Linked DNA regions of Gasterosteus aculeatus: region 2 is linked to region 1. Evidence: chromatin contacts called from public Hi-C data. All regions are on one chromosome and are shown on one strand. Each heading gives the region's core, a stretch centred on a gene start, on an enhancer-like site or on the middle of the called end of the contact. The rest is flanking DNA. Distances are from core to core; before and after follow the strand shown.

Region 1 (3,044 bases), core at 52-2,551:
GATTTTGTGGGGGATTGAACCCCCTTTTACAAAGTAACTACACCCTTAAATGAAAATGAAAATAGCTCACTTTGGGCCACAACCCTGTTCATAAAGATCAGTTACACCGTCGTCTTGACCTTACAGGTCATTTGAGAGCAGAAACCTGGTCCTATTAATACTTGGTGTCTTATACATTAATATAATTCCGCCTAAACTTAAACAATACCATCGGTTGCTGTTATTTACCATAATTCTTCCATTCTAGCTCAGTGGCTGGGTGGACTCATGCACACTGAGTGAGAGGCCAGCTGTTGCCCAGCTGCAAATAGATTGGCTATTGGCTAAGTAGCTCTACAGTTGTGAATGGATCGACGTTGAAAGGTTGTTTTTTTTATTAAAGAAAACATTTGTATGGCGCTTTTAGAAGCTGGTCAAAGGTCGTTTACATCGTACAAATATGAACAATGAAAAGCAGTTACAAAATAAACAAAACAATTGACCTAAAACCCAAAACCTGAAAATTACACTTGAAAAAAACAAACTACACGGCCTTCAGCATAATTGTCAAATTCTGGTTTTGCATCCGTCTGAAGTCGCTCCACCGTTTTCTTTCAGGCTGAAACGAAGCGAGCGTGATTAGAATTATACAAAATGTGAACATAAATTAAACACATTTTGTTATTACACTCCATGTCTGTGTGAAAACACTCGTTCTGTATCTTCAACGCCACTAAGTGTTGTCAGTGGCTGTTGCATAGAATATGTGTTGATGCAGATTAATATGCGCCAAATACTAAAGAGAGTGCACGAGACGCACTGATGTTAAGCGCTCAGTAGATGGCAGTAAAGAATTACCTTTGATAGCTGAGCTTCTGAGCGTCCATGCATCCATTCATCCATCTCTGTTTATTTACATCTGTACAAGCTCAAGTTAGTAATGGAGGTAAAAGTGGTCTAAAAAGCCACACACACACACACACACATGCTGCACCGTATGTGAAGATGCTCAAAATATTTAAATGATCTCCGTGCGCGTGACTTTTAGCCAGTCATGAAGCGCTCCGTGTGCTTTGCCGTGGACGGATGTGCTCTCTCATACAGCGTTCCATTTAGAAGATGACTGTGTCCGTAACCCCCGATGCCTGTTTTCAAACCAAGGACACGGCCACGTCCTCTCGGCACCAATGCATGTTGTCTTTTTCGTCGTAGAGGAAAGTGTACTTCCTCATCACTCTGCAGACCACACACTCCCTTCCTAACATGTGCAGAGAGTCGCTCCATAGTGCCAACACGCTGAAGCCATTAGGGCCTTACAGAGAAGCCTGCAGTGCGTCCTTCCCTCCCCACCGTTTTACTGGGAACTCTTGGTCTGGACGCTCTGAAGGCTCGGTGTGAAGACGGAAGCAGGGATTCTGGAGGGGATTGGAGGAGTCGGGCCGTTCCACGGTGCTTCAGACGTGTTTATCCAGACGGTGGAGCCGTTGGATCCCGGCCCGACGTTTGGAGTGGATGGAGCCGTTCGCAGCGGTCGCAGATTTGATTGAGTTTCAAGCCTCTCTTGTAAATCAGGGAAAATCCACCAAGCACACACTCACACACGCACACACGCACACACACACACACACACACACACACACACACACACACACACACACACACACACACACACACACCGACTATCAACACTGGGGTCGCACTTAGTGCAGAGTAGTGCCAGTATGTAACCACAGGACCTTTTGTCTGGACACGGCATGAGATGGAGAGAGACCAGAGGTCAATTAGTGTGAGCCGTGTGCGCTTATTGAAACTTTAGGATCAACTTTGCTTGTGTGTGCGCGTGTGTCACAAAGAGTTGAGTGAAAATGTCATGTTGTTGCCTGTCAGTCGCACACCAAACCAAATTATGATTATTTTTTCTTGTATTCGGCCTCATTATACAGCGCAGACATGCAACTTAATAAGCTTATTATTCTCAGTATGAAACAACACGAGCTGCGTCCAAAAGAAACTGGAAAAGTTCCATTCCCTTGTCTCTTGTCATGTAATGAGCTTATTGTGAAACCACAAAGAAAGAGGAGGGGGAAGGGATTAAAATATGTTTAAACCATTATTCAGGAATACTAGTTACCATCAGTACTGTCTAACTAGCTTCGATTTATACACAGTCCAAATGCCGTAGAATGTTTCAGTCAAATGTGTTTGCCCTTTTTATAGTGTGTGTGTGTGTGTGTGTTCTCATATCTGCGTGTGTGTGTTTGTCGAAGGGTTTTTGAAGATCTGGGAGTTATTGAATCCAGATCTTGAAGGTGGAGTGGTGTGTGTGTGTGTGTGTGTGTGTGTGTGGGGGGGGGGGGGCAGCGTAGCCACTGACGGGGTTTGGAGGACTGATGAAGGACAAAAGGAAGGGTTTTTTCCTCCTTTCATGTGCTCGATCCTGCGGAGAGGAGGGAAGGTTTCTGTGTGTGTGTGTGTGTGTGTGTGTGTGTGTGTGTGTGTGTGCGGTGATTTGTATGTGGAGACAAATGGAAAGGCAGCATGCAATGAATGCATGCAATTAAAATGCTTATTGCATAACAGGATTTATGGATTCACTTTTTCTGCAAAATGAACTTGGTCACAAATGCTATAGCAGCCAGATAATGCAGTCAAAGACAAGGTTAAATGTGGGAAAGTAGTAAAGGTTAGTAGACGTCTACCTATTGCCCAGGTAACAACCGATGAAACCACATTTATATCTCTAATAGACATTAACTGAATGTCTGTTACTGTCATTTCTCTGGGTCTGGTCATACACATTATACCCAGGATGAGCCAAGATATTTTCCTACTGGGAAAAGAAACCAAATAACCCCCAGTCTCACGACCAATCCAAGCATACCAGACAAATATGTTTGACAAAAGGTCTTTTCTGTGCCTAAATGTTAATAGGTGCACATTTAAAAACCACACAGAAACCAATCTGTCCCAGACTTTTTTCTTCAGAAAAAGTCAATTTAGCCGACGACCTTATGTTCAGTCGTGCCGTTGTCGAGGCCCTCGTGTCCCGCTTTGAAGAATTAATG
Region 2 (3,424 bases), core at 184-2,683, 49 kb after region 1:
TCCACAAGTAATTTGTGGACTGAACGTCTCCCGGCTGGTGCTTCAGAGTACACAATTGAGCAGAATAATTAAACTTGGTCTTAAACTAATTGGCGCTTGGTAAATTGTACTGTCTGTATGCACGCATTGTGGGGAGATGATTGTTATTCTGCTGTGCAACAAGCTTGCAAATACCACATCAAATGCAAAATTGAAAATCCATTAACTCAAGGGTTTAACTATTTCATATGGAATGTTGGGAAAGGTTTTGCTGTAAAAAAACGTGGGCAGTGGGGAAGTCAAACGATGGACACAGGTGTTAAAGGGTGTTATTTTTCATAAGCACAACTGAACACATCGGGGAGTGAGTTTCCGTGTCGTTCAGGACGAACGGAGGGTGTGGATGAGAGTAGGCGGAGGAGAGGAATGTGATGGGAACTGGTGGGCAGGGGTCAGAGTGTGTGCATGTGTGTGCACCCTCGGGAGGAAGACAATCACATCCAACACCCTGCGATCTCAGCAGCTGGTGTGTGTGTGTGTGCACGTAGGCTCAAAACAGTTGGACCGCCTCTCATTGACCTTACCGCTTTTCCGTTCAGGACTTCCCGTCTTCTCCTAGACTAATTCATTACAGCCGCATTTGAGCGCATGAGGTAAAGTGGACGTCTCTTACCGACTACGAGAATGAGCACTCCTCCCAAGACAGTGCGTTTGTTCTTGGGGCCTTGGGGTTCATTGCCAAAGTTGATGCAGGGCATGGACATGAGAATCATCGCCACTGCCGGGAGACCGAGGATGGAACCTGCGATCATCAGGGCACGAGTTGTCTGGATGTAGGCTTCAGAGGCACATGTGGAACAAACATGGTATCAATGCCAAAAAACAGACCTTCTCAGATTTAACACAACACAACCCTGATCAGGAGACGTGGTGGAAATAGCATCTTGTAAATAAATTGCACGATATCTATTGTGATAAGAACAACGGCGGTAATGTAGGGAAGTACGCAGAACAGTACCTGGGAGATCCAGGATCTGCGATCGGGAGAAACAGTGGTAGAGGCCTGTGGAGATGACACATTCCGCCCAGGGTCCTTTGGTTTCCAGCTCATCCGTCTTCTTGCATGTGTTCAAGCTGTATTTGCACATAATCACCCAGTCATTGGTGGATATCGCGATCACGATGCCCAGCCAGCCAAGGAAGATAATGAGGAAGCCGCTCAGTTGAAGGCACGAGTTTGCCATGGTGCAAACTGCGTAACGACCACTGATCTCAGGTCCAGAAACTGTTACAAACCTCAACACTTCAGTTGAGAGTGATTAACAAATATGGACCAACTTCAATTCTAAAACTTATATTCCACTTTACAAGTTAATCCAGTGCCAAGGTTTGTTTTCTCTCCTTGCAATTTCGTACGTCCATCAATTGGGCTGGGCTGCACAATACAAAAGAATGAAGCTTTCACATCATCACAGGTTTTATAGGGAAAGTTCAGAAAAGGGGCAGACTACTCTAAAGATGAAAACCAATAGGAAACCTGGATACGGACAAAAAAAAGTAGACCGGGAGAAAACAACACAACCCACTTTTAACTCTACCCTTTTCTTGCTGAAATACAACCCATTCAGGGTTTACTGACTGAGTTTGAATCTGGTCAAATTTAACCAAAAAGCTGCTGCCATCTGCTGGCTGGATTGTATTTCACACACTACACACGTCTGACGTACGCATATTTTCCACAAAATACTTTGGAGCCCTAAACAAGAACCTTTTGTGTTTGTGTTTGTGTTTGTGTGTTTGTTTCTAACGTCATGAATAACCTTTTATAGATGTACACATATTCTTTTCGGTGAATTCAGTCAGTCAGTTAGTGGCTTATTCCCATTTATAGCTGTGGTTGCTTTCCTGGTCCCTAAAAGCCACTTTGTGGAACCACTGCTCTATATAATCCAAACGATCAACAGAGGGCGACATTGCATAGCAATGGCCTACGTTTAACAACCAAGTGTAATGGACATAACGTTTCCTTCTTCCTCTCCTTGCCGGTTGGAGGTAAGGTGCATCGGTCTAGCGATGGAACAGACCTTTCAGATGTGACTAAACAATGTGACTAAAAGTAATTCAGATCGATTTGCTATGAAAACATTTGATCTGTACTCTGATCGGTACTTTTAGGTCTAATAGATAAATTTCATGGTGGCAATCTTTGCGATTTGCTCGGAGTGCCTGTATTTTTTCTTTTCTTTTTTATATATGTAGTTTAAGCAGAGGCACTAAGTGCACAAAAACATAAGCAAAAGACTGCAATGTATCAGTGGGACGGAAAGCTTTAGCCAGCAGTTTTGGAGGTAATGGCACATGCATCTTGTTAATACATGCTCACTATTTACTGCAGCTGAAAGCATTCGATTGAAAATAATCAATTATGATTTTTACTCCGTTGCACTGAGTTCAGTGTAGCCTCATTATGTTTTTTTGACAGAAGATGAGTTGGATTCAAGTCAGCTGCTTCGATGGAGCGCCACAGGCACTTACTGGAGTTTAGGCAATTAGAAAGCGCTAACACAAGATGTACGGGCTCCTGACACGGCTCCGGCCGGCATATACCCTCGTACCAGCCCCGACTGACACTCCAGCATGGATGATCATCATCTGTGGTCGTGTCTATTGCTTTGTTCACGTAAGCGTATGTCAACGAAATAAAAGAGAAATCAAACAAAAAAACAAAGCGAAATAATAGTTGACAGATATGTGATTATGCAGTATTTTATTCAGAGAGAGAGAGAGAAAATTCAAAACTCATTGCGATAAAAGTCATAAGACTTAGTCTGAGCATGAGCAGGGAATATTCCCCTATGATTCCCAGAGCAGTTTGTCTGATGCAAGAGGAGTGAGGCGGCAAGGGAATGGGAATATTATGCTAATGGCGGGAAGTGGGGGATTGCAACAGTGACGCTGACATGGAGGGATGATGGGATTTTAGACCTCCTGGGCTTCGAAATAGGAGGTGGCAGGGGAATGTGTGTGTGTGTTTGTGTGTGTGTGTGTGTGTGTGTGTGTGTGTGTGTGTGAAAGTCTACAAGCTTGTGGCACGGGAGAATGAGGAAGCCAGCAGACCGCCTCCTCTCCGACCCTCCGGGCTGTCACAGCTGTCCGTCAGGCATTTGAAAGAGATGAGCGGCAATGACTCACACTCTTTGTCTCTGCAAAGCAAGAGCCAGTGGTCCGGTTCAGAGGTGGGGGCGCAGTAGAAGAGAATGTGTCACGAGTGGGGAGTTGAAAGAGAGAGAAGAAGAAGAAGGGACAGCTTACTGTGATGGAGTGGCAGCCACACTGGATGAGTCATCCAGATCCTCCGGGGAATGATCGGTACTTTTTCAAATAGTTGTCAAGTCACATTCTGTGATTAACCAGAGGAGAGGAGGATCAGTTTATGATAGAGTGC

The links. Hi-C and Micro-C count contacts between places; a contact is called where the count stands out from the background.
Region 2: a contact with region 1 is called in a Hi-C map of whole body, with 2.6 times the contacts expected there. The contact joins the promoter of cldn11a here to the enhancer-like site in region 1. A contact is called at or near these places in 2 of 6 Hi-C or Micro-C datasets (skeletal muscle and whole body).

The regions. Positions count from the first base shown.
Region 1 is chr15:11,421,345-11,424,388 of fGasAcu3.hap1.1, forward strand. No RefSeq gene overlaps it. Among protein-coding and RNA genes, the nearest start is that of LOC144388418, 5.2 kb to the right of the region's middle. Within about 2 kb of position 1,302, at least 1 of the 9 cell types and tissues checked has open chromatin away from gene starts, as enhancers often do.
Region 2 is chr15:11,469,977-11,473,400 of fGasAcu3.hap1.1, forward strand. cldn11a (claudin 11a) reads right to left here and starts at 1,434. Exons shown (of 3, transcript XM_040199499.2): 1 at 998-1,434; 2 at 653-817. The coding sequence starts at 1,223.